Linked DNA regions of Hordeum vulgare: region 1 is linked to region 2. The links are chromatin contacts, called in public Hi-C maps. All regions are on one chromosome and are shown on one strand. The core of a region is the stretch at or near the end of the contact, and the rest is flanking DNA. Distances in the headings are between cores, read along the strand shown. Region 1 holds the start of LOC123401666 (probable bifunctional riboflavin biosynthesis protein RIBA 2, chloroplastic). Region 2 holds the start of LOC123401878.

Region 1 (6,137 bases), core at 2,341-4,840, 390 kb after region 2:
TGTTGCTTCCGCTGACTCGTGTGTTTATCGAGCTTCCGTATTCTAGCCCTCGAGGCCCCTGGCTTGTAATATGAAGCTGATATTGTTTTATTTGTGTCTAGAGTTGTGTTGTGATATCTTCCCGTGAGTCCTTGGGTTTGATCGTACGCATTGCGTATATGATTAGCGTACCATTAAACTGAGGGCGTCACAACTCTAATTTGCATGATTTGAATGGAAATAACCCGTACTAACGTTGTTTTCAGCAGAATTGCCATGGTGTTGTTTTTTGCGTAGAAATAAAAGTTCTCGGAATGACCTGAAAATTTACGGAGAATTTTTGTGGAATATATGAAAATACTGGTGCAAGAATCAGCGGAGGAAGTGGTGCTATGAGCCCACAAGCCCACCAGGCGCGCCCCCTGGGCGCGCCTGGCAGGCTTGTGGGGCCCACAACGCTCCACCGCCTCCAAATCCAGCTCTATTTAGCCCGTTTCGTCCGAAAAAAAAATCAAGGAGAAGAGTTCATCGTGTTTTACGATACGGAGGCACCACCACCTCCTGTTTTTCATCTCGAGGGCAGATTTGGAGTCCGTTCTGGGCTCCGGAGAGGGGAAATCGTCGCCATCGTCATCATCAACCTTCCTTCATCGCCAATTCCATGATGCTCTTCACTGTTCGTGAGTAATCTCATCGTAGGCTTGTTGGACGGTGATGGGTTGGATGAGATCTATCATGTAATCGAGTTAGTTTTGACGGGGATTGATCCCTAATATCCACTATATTCTGAGATTGATGTTGCTACTACTTTGCCATGCTTAATGCTTCTCACTAGGGCCCGAGTGCCATGATTTCAGATCTGAACCTATTATGTTGTCGCCAATATATGTGTGTTCTTGATCCTATCTTGCAAGTTGTAGTCACCTACTATGTGTTATGACCCGGCAACCCCGGAGTGACAATAGCCGGAACCACTCCCGGAGATGACCATAGTATGAGGAGTTCATCTATTCACCAAGTGTTAATGCGTTGGTCCGGTTCTTTATTAAAAGGAGAACCTTAATATCCCGTAGTTTCCATTAGGACCCCACTGCCACGGGAGGGATGGACAATAGATGTCATGCAAGTTCTTTTCCCTAAGCACGTATGACTACATACGGAATACATGCCTACATTAGATTGACGAACTGGAGCTAGTTACTTATCTCCCCGTGTTATAATTGTTGCATGATGAATAGCATCCTGCATAATCATCCATCACCGATCCAATGCCTACGAGTCTTTTCCTACTGGTCCTTGCTACGTTACTTTGCTGCTACTATTGTCACTTTGTTGCTACTGCTGTCACTTTGCTGCTACTGGTTATTGGTGCTACTGTTGCTATCATACTACCTTGCTACTGATACTTTGCTGCATATACTAAATCTTTCAGGTGTGGTTGAATTGACAACTCAACTGCTAATACTTGAGAATATTCTTTGGCTTCCCCTTGAGTCGAATCAATAAATTTGGGTTGAATACTCTACCCTCAAAAACTGTTGCGGTCCCCTATACTTGTGGGTTATCACTTGTCTATTTTGGAAATGCACGTAAATTTAACCGTACCTTCTAAAGCGTGACGGAGGTAGTAGCTAGTATCATAACCTTGGGACTAGCAAACATGATGACGTGACACATAATTAAAGAAGAAAGAGAGAGTTAGAGTAACATAAGTAGATATCGTACCATGTTAAATGATATGCTACTTGTGTTATACATGTCAATAAATGAGACCATCTATGCTACTCCCCCGTCACGGTTTAGAAGGCACAATTAAACTTGCGTGCGTTTCCATAATAGACAAGGTTTAAGGCACGAAAGCAATTACTCCTATTAATTAGTACTAGTACTACTCATGCATGCGCCCTTCCAATTTGCTGATCACACAATAGTACTAGTATTTTTTCAGTTGATTAGGCGCATTAACATTTACACCTGCTACATCTCACAACCAATCGATGACTACCTCGGTTCCAGAGATTTTGCAAGCGTGCCTTCTAAACCGTGACGGAGGGAGTACTAGTTTATGATACTATGCATTATGAAGATAGTATCATAATATGATACTAGTATATGATATTCCTCATTATGAGTAGCCATAATATGATACCACATCCTTTCTTTCCTCATTCAATGGTGTGCCACATCATCAAATAAAAATAGTAAACATGCATGATACTGCTCATGACACTCTTATTATAACCAGCCTCATAATATGAGTAACTAGCTAAGTTTTTTTTCCATTAATTAGTTGTCATATTATATTATTTTTAGATGACATTTAATATTGTTACCTACTCCCTTCGTACCTAAATATAAGTCTCTTAAGATATTTCATTAGGTGTCTACATACGAAGCAAAATGAGTGAATCTATACTCTAAAGTATGTCTATATACATCCGTATGTGGTCCATTAGGGAAATTCCTGGAAAGACTTAGGCCCTGTTTGGTTTCAATAAGTCAGGTGACTTATAACCAGTGACTTATAAGTCACGCATGTTTGGTTGTCATCTGACCTATAAGTCATCTTTCCATGTAAAAGTGGGTGACTTATAAGTTTTAAGTTGGGGTGGAGCAACTTAGGCCCTGTTTGGTTCCAAATAAGTCACCAACTTATAAGTTAAAAAGTGCAAAAAGTGACTTATTTTGCCAAACAGGCCCAACTTATAAGTCACCCCAACTTATAAGTCATAAGTTGCTCCACCCGAACTTAAAACTTATAAGTCACCCACTTTTAGGTGGGTCCCACCACTTTTTCAGCATCAGGTCCCATCCCGAGCTCACCACGCACCCCAGGACTCGCCCACCGCGCACCCCATCCCTCCCCACCGCGCACCCCAGGTCTCGCCGCCGCCGCCCTCCATCGCGAGCTCGCCCCCGCCGGAATCCTTCCGATCCAGCACGCCGCCGCCCGGATCCGCTCGCCTCCGCCTGGATCCGCTCGCCTCCTCCGCTCGCCGCCCGGTCTCCACCATGGCCGGTAGGAGCTTCGCCGCCCGGCGACTGGAGGCCTGGGCGCGGCGACTGGAGCCCTGGGCGCGGCGACTGGATGCCTGGGCGCGGCGACTAGAGGCCCGAGGCGGCGGCGTTTCCTGCCCTGTCGGCGTTCTGCAGTCCCAGGAGGCCCCTCCCCGTCGACGCAGCGGCAAGCATGTGGTGGCCACGACTGGAAGCGAAGAATGGCAGAAAAAACAGGATGGAAAGGTGTGGTCAGGTGACTTATAAGTCAAGTGACAACCAAACAGGCGTGACTTATAAGTCACTGGTTTTAAGTCACGTAACTTATTGGAACCAAACAGGGTCTTATGGCTTATAAGTTGGGGTGACTTATAAGTTGGGTCTGTTTGGCAAAATAATTCACTTTTTACATTTTTTAATTTATAAGTTGATGACTTATTTGAAACCAAACATGACCTTATATTTAGGAACGGACGGAGTATCTACTTTCAGTGCCGATAGCGAAGGCGAAGTCACCTCTCACGTCACAGAGGATCGGCTCCAGCCAACCCGCCCAAGGCTCGAGGCGGCTAATGCGAACCTGCCGCGTTGGTGGCTGCACCTGCACGTTATAAATCACGCACCCTGTCTCTCCCCTCTTCCCCAGTCTCTCTCTACCCACACCAACCCCATCCCTAATCAACTCACCCAACCACGACCAGAAACTCAAATCGAATACCGAGAAGGAAATCGAATCGAAGCTCTCTTTTCCCTCCTCCTACTACCTGTTCGCCGCCGTCGGAGACCTCGGCCGATAAGCCTCCAACGGGTAAGAGCCATCACCGCCCCTGATTTCGTTCCAGCACCTTGGAGGCTGCAGGGCTCGAGATCGAAGCGCGAAGAATCGCTGATTTGTCGTTTTCAGATCTCGCGCGTCTTTTAGACCGGAATTTGAATATTTTGGTTCTAGATGTTGACGTACGGTCGCTGATTTGGCGCTCTCCGTGGTTGATTAGCAGATTGATTGAGTCCTTGTGTTGGAGGGGAGCATCGGCATGGCTTCGATTGCGCCGCCGTCTTCCTCCGTCGCAGCACTTCGCCGCCAACCGTAAGCTCTCCGCCTACGCAGCCCCTTACCACCCTCTGCTCGTCTTGCGCTGGCCACACCTCTTGATTGCTTTGCTTTGCTTTGTTGGTACTGTGCACATAGGAATCGACGCTTTTTGTAGTACGTTTCAACGATAGCTCCCACCAATGTTCTACTGGTTTTTTGTCAGCGTCTCTTTAGTGTAGAAGTGATGAACAGTTAAGTAACTCTGTTGTAAGATGACAAGAATAATGCCCCGTTTCAAGACATGAAAATAAAATAATAACCTTCACAGCTCTAGAACTGAACTAGAGAGGCATGACCATAACTTTTTGAAGTTGTCTTTTAAACCTAATTGATTGAATGAGTGAGACTGATTTGCAGGGTTTTTTTCCACCTGTTTGTACGAATGCAGGGTGCAGTTCTTGAGAGGTAGTGACGTTTCCAAGCAGGCAAAGGGATCAGTCTCTTATTCTTTTCTCACAAATTCGAGAAATGCCAACATAAAGTCGGTGGGCTTGAAGGTAGCAGTATCCTTAAAAAAGAGTAGTGGATTTCCAGCTGATTGTAGCTCGGAAAATGATGACATGCTGTTGCTAAAGAGCACTTCTGTGCGAGCCCAGGACCATCCAACCACAAACTCTGTTATTCCTGTGGATTCCGTTGTTGCAGCAGAAATCATATCTACTGATCTGTCATGTGTCGTGGACACACTGTCAAATGAAGAAGACGATGCTGAACTTGATCTGGATAGCCCTACCGAGGGCTTCTCATCTATTTCAGAGGCTATTGAGGACATTCGACAAGGAAAAGTTAGTATGCCTTGCAATTCTTTGTTTGATGGCTTATTTGTTATTGTTGATCTTTCTAACAAGTTCTGTTACTGCTACATGGTATTTTCCTGACACTGGATGCCTCTTGTAGCTTGTGATTGTCGTTGATGACGAATCAAGAGAAAATGAAGGTGATCTTATATTGGCTGCTTCTTTGGTTACCCCAGAGGCTATGGCTTTCATAGTAAGGCATAGCACAGGAATTGTATGTGTTAGCATGAAAGAAGATGACCTGGAAAGATTGAACCTTCCTTTGATGGTTTCAACAAAGGAGAATGAGGAGAAGCTATGCACTGCTTTCACCATTACTGTGGTATGCTACTATTGTTATTCATATTGAAGCATTATATTATGTAGTTATGGTGTTATATGGGCAACAATTTCTCTGTTGTTTGTCAAAAGTATGGATATGGCATGCTTGTTCTCTCTACCATTTCTTTTCCTCTTCAGAAGCAGAAATGCACAGATATGGAGGTCTGTGGTACAAGCACAGATCAGTTTGACGAGCTCAACTTTTTGGCACCTTTCGGTGTGTCGGTGCTGTCGTTGCAAAATTGTCCTTCCCTGTTATCCTCCTCCTTTTTCTTGGAGTCTTATAGACCAAATACTGTCTGATCTATATCATATGCAACTTCTAACCAAAAGTCTAAAACAGTTTTTTATCTTATTAATTTTCTAAACTGATGAAACACATATAGCTTACTAATTTTGTCATTTCATACTGGAAAATAAATCAAACTAGGTGTTAGTTGTTCCCAACAAACATCTTTGTGATATAAATTTTCTATTAAGGTACAATTTATCTACTTTGATGTGTAGGATGCTAAAGAAGGCACAACGACTGGGGTATCTGCAAAGGATAGGGCAAAGACAGTCATGACTCTTGCATCTCCTCACTCAAAGCCTGAAGATTTCAATCGGCCAGGCCATATTTTTCCTCTGAAGTACAGAGATGGGGGTGTTCTCAAACGAGCTGGACACACTGAAGCATCTGTTGATCTTGCTGTGCTGGCTGGGCTACCTCCTGTCGGAGTACTCTGTGAGATTGTGGATGAGGATGGATCCATGGCTCGCTTACCCAAGCTGCGCGTGTTTGCTGAAAAGGAAAATTTGAAGATTGTATCGATTGCTGATTTGATTAGGTAAGTAACTCTCAGCCCTGACCAAGTCCTTATGCTTCCTTTATTGGCCTTGAGGGTTTTTGTTACTTGCCATATAGGGCAATAGGTTACTAATAATTCCTATAACACTTAACAAACGAT
Region 2 (6,432 bases), core at 662-3,161:
ACCATTCCTTTTATTGGGGAAACATGGAAAATCCGTTTTTAATAAGTAGTGAACTTCTATCTTTTTAATAACATGGAAAACCGGATATCTAATCTGGACTATCTTTTTAAATTTGAACTTCTATTTGTTGACATAGTAGCAGCATCACACACAATAGCCATAGCTGCATCACCAACTGCATCCATACCTCATTGCTGCACTCCAAAGCCAACTACATCACGAAATTCATCCAAAAAAGTACAGGGAACCAATTTGATTGTGTAGGAGGCCGCATGCAATTCACAACTACCGTACACATTTCACACACGTACAAATGCCGCTACTGCTACAGTGCTACGTACAACGCTAATACACTTTTAATAAAGAGTTACTAAAGTGGCTTTCATAAACATTTAGCCGTTTTAATTTAAATTTGAACTTCTATATAAGTGAATAGTGGACCTCTCTATCCATCACCATGAAGTACATGAAGGAACTTGTCGGGAATTAGCACAAACACATACTGTGCACACGCCATGGACATCCAGTGATAAATTATGCATCAAAATGCACATCAAAAAAAAGAAGAAAACGCACCAGGGTCACAAATTTGAAGCTCCAGGAGACATCACGACCAAGTGCACAACATACTAGATCTCCACGGGCTCTGGGCGCAACTTTCTTCTAGATTGCAAGTCGTTCAGCGCTAATTATCCAGCGCCATTGGCCATGGGTATCCAGTGGCAACTACTCTACAGTGGCACAATCAAGAAGTATTTTTGTACAATGCAAATTATCATGCCTGTTAAGGCAGTTGCTTACAGGCCCTCCCTATCGACCATTCTGTTTTCAAACTGCACTGAACTTTGTTAGGACTCAAATATATTTTCCCCTAGATCACGTTGAACTCCATTTCTTATTCTTTCCGAACTTGCAAGAAGATACTACTTTTGCCCACATATATATGGAAATTAATGGTGCCACAGAAAGGGCAGAACCCAAAAGCCTGGACTAAAATTCAGTACTGTTGAACATATCCCTGATCTGAAAATGGCTCATACTATCAACACATAGCGACCTGAACTTCTGATTGTTGGGAAATCATTTGCTGAACTTTTTAGTAATCAGTAGCACAAATCGTATTTTAGACGAAGCAGCACATGAGTTCAGTTAGTTTATCTGAACTTTTCCAAATACAACGAGCCAAGAGCAGACGAACGGACGAGCGGCCGCTCGCTGCTATCACAACGGGGAGGGAAGTAGCCACACTGTCGTGAGTGGTAGCCGACGACGCATAATGGAAGCTTGGCACTGGAAAGGTAGGTCGAGGCGGTGTGCTGGAAGCTCCATGCGGTGGCAGTGTATTTGGTGACAGAGGGCGGAGGTGCGTGGCGAGCCAGGTACGACTCGGCCGCTCCATGGATGAACCTTCCTTCGAGAAGGTCAAGGTGGCCCCCGTGAGAAGGTCGATGTGGCCGGCCAGGACAGCGTGGGGTGGGGATCCTGGCCAGCGGGGTGACGAAGAAGGGCATGCGTGGATAAGACCCACTTGGACAGGAGAGCTCCACCATTACGCAGGCTCGGGAGGGTCCTCTCCAGGGCAGCGGCAAGAGGAGGAACGCGGGAGTTTGTCGGGGCTAGCTTCGCCGGTGGGATCCGGTGGGATCCGGTAGGATGTGGAGGTGCCTGGTGTTTCTGGTGGGCGGCCGCGGAAGAGGTTGTCGGTGGCGGCGGCCGCGGATTTCCGGTGGGCAACGACGACAGATGGAGGTGTGTCGGAGCCGGGGTGACGGAGGCGCGTCGTGGTACGGATGGTCGGCGGCGGAGGTGCTTAGGTGCCGGCGTAGGTGGCGGCGGGAAGGGGCCGAGGGGGCGGCGGCGGGAGGCCCGCCGAAGCCAGGGAGACAGCGACGGGAGGTTGCTCGGGGAGGATCAGGATGCGGGATAAGGTGAGCGCCGAGAGTGGATTAGAGCAAATCTAGCCCATCCCGCATACTCGAGCCGCAAAATAACCCTCAAAATGTGGGTACGGACCGAAAAACCTGTTCAACCAGACCCCGTATTTCGTCCCGGTCCGCAAAAATTTTTATGGGACGCGGCAAATTCCCGACACCAATCCAGAAAAACGCTGGTTTCCCCCTTGCGGCTGCGGTGCCCTGCATCACAGAAAATCAATTGGCGGGAGGGACATTTCAGCCCGCGCTCTTTTTCCCCTCCTTCCGTCGTCGTCCGCCCTTGCTTCCGCCCGCCCGCCGCCGGCGATTCCGGCCATATCTGTAGGCGAGCCGCTGCACCGCCCCTCCGGATCCGGCGAGAAGAGCCCCCCTGCCGCCGCTGCCACCGGGGATCGACCATCGTCGAGCGCACCCCCTTGTCGCCGTCCGAGATCACCCGCCACCGGTTAGTTCATTTTTTGTGATTTTTGCGAGCTGTGCGAGAAGATGGAGTTGGCCCCGTGCGAGAAGTTCTTACTATCCGATTCGTCCGATTCGGACGACTCGGATGTTGAGACCATGCTTGCGAACTTTCGGCAACAAGCATTACTCATGGCGCTTGTCGTGAAGAAGCATGAAGACGAGCACCGGAAGAGGAGGCGAGGATCGACTGTCGGGCGTTTGTGCATTCCTCGGAATCGCCATCTTGGGAACGAGATGTTGATGCAAGACTATTTCACGGAGAATCCTACATATCCTCCGCACCTCTTCCGGAGAAGGTACCGAATACGCCGATCCCTCTTTGTGAAACTTGTTCAAGCTTGCGAGGCAAATTGCCGGTATTTTACTCAAAGAAGGAATGCCGCGGGCTTAAAGGGATTTAGTGCATATCAAAAAATCTCCGCAGCTATGCGGGTGATTGCATATGGCGTTCCGGCTGACTATGCCGATGAGTATCTTCGCATTGGTGACGATAGCACAATTGATTCTATGCGTAGATTTGCGAAAGTGATCATCCGTGTCTTCGGTCCTGAGTATCTTCGGGCACCCAATGAAGATGACACAAATAAATTGATGGCATCTAATGAGAGGAAAGGTTGGCCTGGCATGCTAGGTAGCATTGATTGTATGCATTGAAGTTGGAAAAGTTGCCCCAAGGCTTGGCAAGGAATGTATTGTGGCAAGTCTCGTTGAGCACCATTGGCAAAGGAGATTGAAAATGCAGACACCCACTTTCAACTTCAGGAAGATCTCATTAAGCACCATTGGCAAATGGCTGGACAATGACTTATTTTTGTATTCATTTGTATTTGTATTCATGACAAGTTTTGTATTGCACTATTTAAGTTTTCTACGGTTATTTGAATAATTATTTGTAATGCAGATGATTATTGTATTATGTTTGATTCGAATAATTCAGTTTGTTTTCGATTGTTGAATTATGTTGTATTTGATAGTTGCGGGCTGATAATATGCGGGATGCAGCGGCGCAAAGAGCAGACCCCGCAAAGCCGAGCCGAAAAAAAATATACTCCACGAATATACTTTTTTACGGATCCGTTTGGGAGTCTGCATCTGTGCCAGCCTGAGCCAGCCCGCAAAAGCTGTTTTGCGCGAACTACAAACCCGTTTTGCGGGCCGGCGGGATGTGGGGTCTGCTAGAGTTGCTCTTAGGTGGACGTGGAGCGAGGTAAAGTTTTTTTCTTTTTCGAGAACTTCGGGTGATCGAGAAACACCTCATCGCGTCTATATACGGGCCCATTGGGATCAGAATAACTATTCTGATATATGATCAAAACAGTGTTACCTTATATATTCTGATATAGACCTTTCCCAACACATGATGTTTGTCAACTAGATAATTAATAGGTAGAAATAGTGATAAACATTATTTGACTCTTGGATAAAAGTGAATACATGAAAGTAAAAGATAGTCCCTTCGCAGAGGGAAGCAGAGGTTGTCACACGCCTTTTTATTTTCCCTTACAATAAAAGATCATATATGTTTAGGAGTAATTTTTATTGGTTTATGCATTGATCACAAATTACTTGAAGGATCTTATTCAATACATAGGTATGTATGGTGGATTCTCATGGCAAGAAACTAGGTTTCGGGGTTATGGATGCACAAGTAGTATCTCTACTTAGTGCGAATTTTGGGGCTAGCAAAGGATCTAAAGCAAGCAACACATGTTAGAGGATCCATGACAATATAACTTCTATGTGAATGGAAACAAACATAACCATTATGATGTCTTCCTTGTCCAACATTGATATGTCTCCATTGTATCTACTTTTTCAAACACTTTTGTTGTGGTTTTGACCTCTGATTTGCATGATTTGAATGGAACAAACCCGGACTGATGTTGTTTTTTAGCAGAACTACCTTGGTGTTATTTTTTGTGTAGCAATAGAAGTTCTCGGAATCGGGCAATACTCTTTGTGAATTTTTTCCGACATTTATAAGGATTTATGGATGGCTTATGGGGCTCACGTGGCTCATCTGATCCTAATTCCAGTCCTATAAAATAACACCTTCGGAGAAAAAAATCAAAGAGAATTTTACATCACGTTCCACGAGATGGAGCCGCCGCCACCTCCCGTTCTTCCTCCGGAGGGCTGATCTAGAGTCTGTTTGGGGCTCCAGAGAGGGGGATTCATCACCGTCATCATCACCAACCCTTCTTCGTCAACACCGCCATGATGCTCATCACCGGGAGCGAGTAATTCCTTTGTAGGCTTGCTGGACGGTGGTGGGATTAGATGAGATTGATCATGTAATCGAGTTAAGTTTGATAGGGCTTGATCCCTAGTATCCAATATGTTCTAAGATTGATGTTACTATGACTTTAATATGCTTAATGCTTGTCACTAGGCCCCGAGTTGCATAATTTCAGATCTGAACCTATTATGTTTTCATGAATATTAGAGTGATTTGGATCCTATCTTGCAAGTTGTAGTTACCTATTACGTGTCTTGATCCCCATACCCGAAGAAGACAATAATTGGGATTCTTTCCAATGATTGCCGTAGTTTGAGGAGTTCATGTATTCACCGTGTGTTAATGCTTTGTTCCGGATCTCTATTAAAACGAGGCCTTAATATCCCTTAGTTTGCAATAGGACCCCGCTGCCACGGGAGGGTAGGACAAACGATGTCATGCAAGTTCTCATCGCAAGCACGTATGACTATATACGGAATACATGCCTACATTATATTGATGAATTGGAACTAGTTCTGTGTCGCCCTAGTGTGTAACTGTTATATGATCAATGCCATCTAAATCACTATCCATCACCAGTCCACGTGCCTACGTTTTACATATACTGAATATTGCTAAGTTACTACTGTTGCTGCTACTATCACGCTTGCTACTCGATTGCTACTGTTACTACTGTTACCAAAATTGCTTGTATCATTGTTACTGTTGCAACTATCATTTGTTGTGCTACTAAATCCTTGTTGCACAAAGATATCCCATTTGCGGTTGAATTGACAACTCAAGTGTTACAACCAATAAATATTCTTTGACTCCCCTTGTGTCGAATCAATAAATTAGGGTGAAATACTACCCGTGAAGACTGTCGCAATCCCCTATACTTGTGGGTTATCAAGACCTTTTTCTGGTGTCGTTGTTGGGGAGCATAACTTGATTTATTGTGTTGACTTGAGGATATTCAACTGCCATTATGAAGAATCTGAAAGATAATCAAACTAAGATCATCCCCTCTCGCACGAGAGGAGGTAAGGAACTGCCATCTAGCTCTGCTTTTGATTCACCTATTGTTTTGAACTAGCTTGTTACACCACCCCCTGTTGATCATCCTCATAGTTCACATGAACTTGATGATGCTACTTCTAAAGTTAATCATGATACTATTGCTACACATGTTGAAACTGAAACTGTGCCACTATGTGAATTACTTGATGCTCATATTGCTAGATCTAGCAAACTTGAAAATGCTCAAACTGATGAAGATTTTGAATCACCTATTACACCTCATCCTCCTAATAGATATGAATTACCTTATGTACCTGAAGGTTATGTTATGGATGTTGAGGTAGCTAATGACTTGCTTGCTTGCAATGATAGAGATGATTTGAAAAAGTTACTATGCAAACTGAAAGAAAAAAACTATGATGGAGAAAATGAAACATGATTCTAAATTTGCTACTTCTCCTTTATTTATCACTGATAAAGACTATGAATTTGCTGTAGACCCTGAAATAATTCCTATAGTAGAATCTGATCCTTTTCATGGTTATGAAAATGAAACTGTGGTCGAACACCTTATGAAACTGAATGATATTGCTGCTTTGTTCACCAATGATGAAAATATACGCTACTATTATATCCTTAAGTTTTTTTCCTTTCTCGCTGAAGGGCGAGGCCACGGAATGGTTCCTTTCTCTTGCTCCTAGTTGTATGCATAGTCCCCGGAATATACTTTATTTCTTCCCTAGAAGATATTTTCCTGCTCATAAGAAAAAAGTTGCTTTACAGGAAATATTTTACTTT

Evidence for each region. A called contact is a pair of places that touch in the nucleus more often than the background predicts.
Region 1: a Hi-C map of seedling shows a contact between it and region 2, with 5 times the contacts expected there. The contact joins the promoter of LOC123401666 here to the promoter of LOC123401878 in region 2. A contact is called at or near these places in 2 of 6 Hi-C or Micro-C datasets (leaf and seedling) and 1 of 1 datasets of contacts at active chromatin or transcription factors (embryo).

Annotation. Positions count from the first base shown.
Region 1 is chr6H:311,060,223-311,066,359 of MorexV3_pseudomolecules_assembly, forward strand. LOC123401666 (probable bifunctional riboflavin biosynthesis protein RIBA 2, chloroplastic) reads left to right here and starts at 3,591. Exons shown (of 8, transcript XM_045095510.1): 1 at 3,591-3,784; 2 at 3,975-4,063; 3 at 4,458-4,854; 4 at 4,967-5,188; 5 at 5,695-6,017. The coding sequence starts at 4,011.
Region 2 is chr6H:310,671,261-310,677,692 of MorexV3_pseudomolecules_assembly, forward strand. LOC123401878 reads right to left here and starts at 1,912. Exons shown (of 1, transcript XM_045095733.1): 1 at 865-1,912. The coding sequence starts at 1,550. The coding sequence ends at 1,155.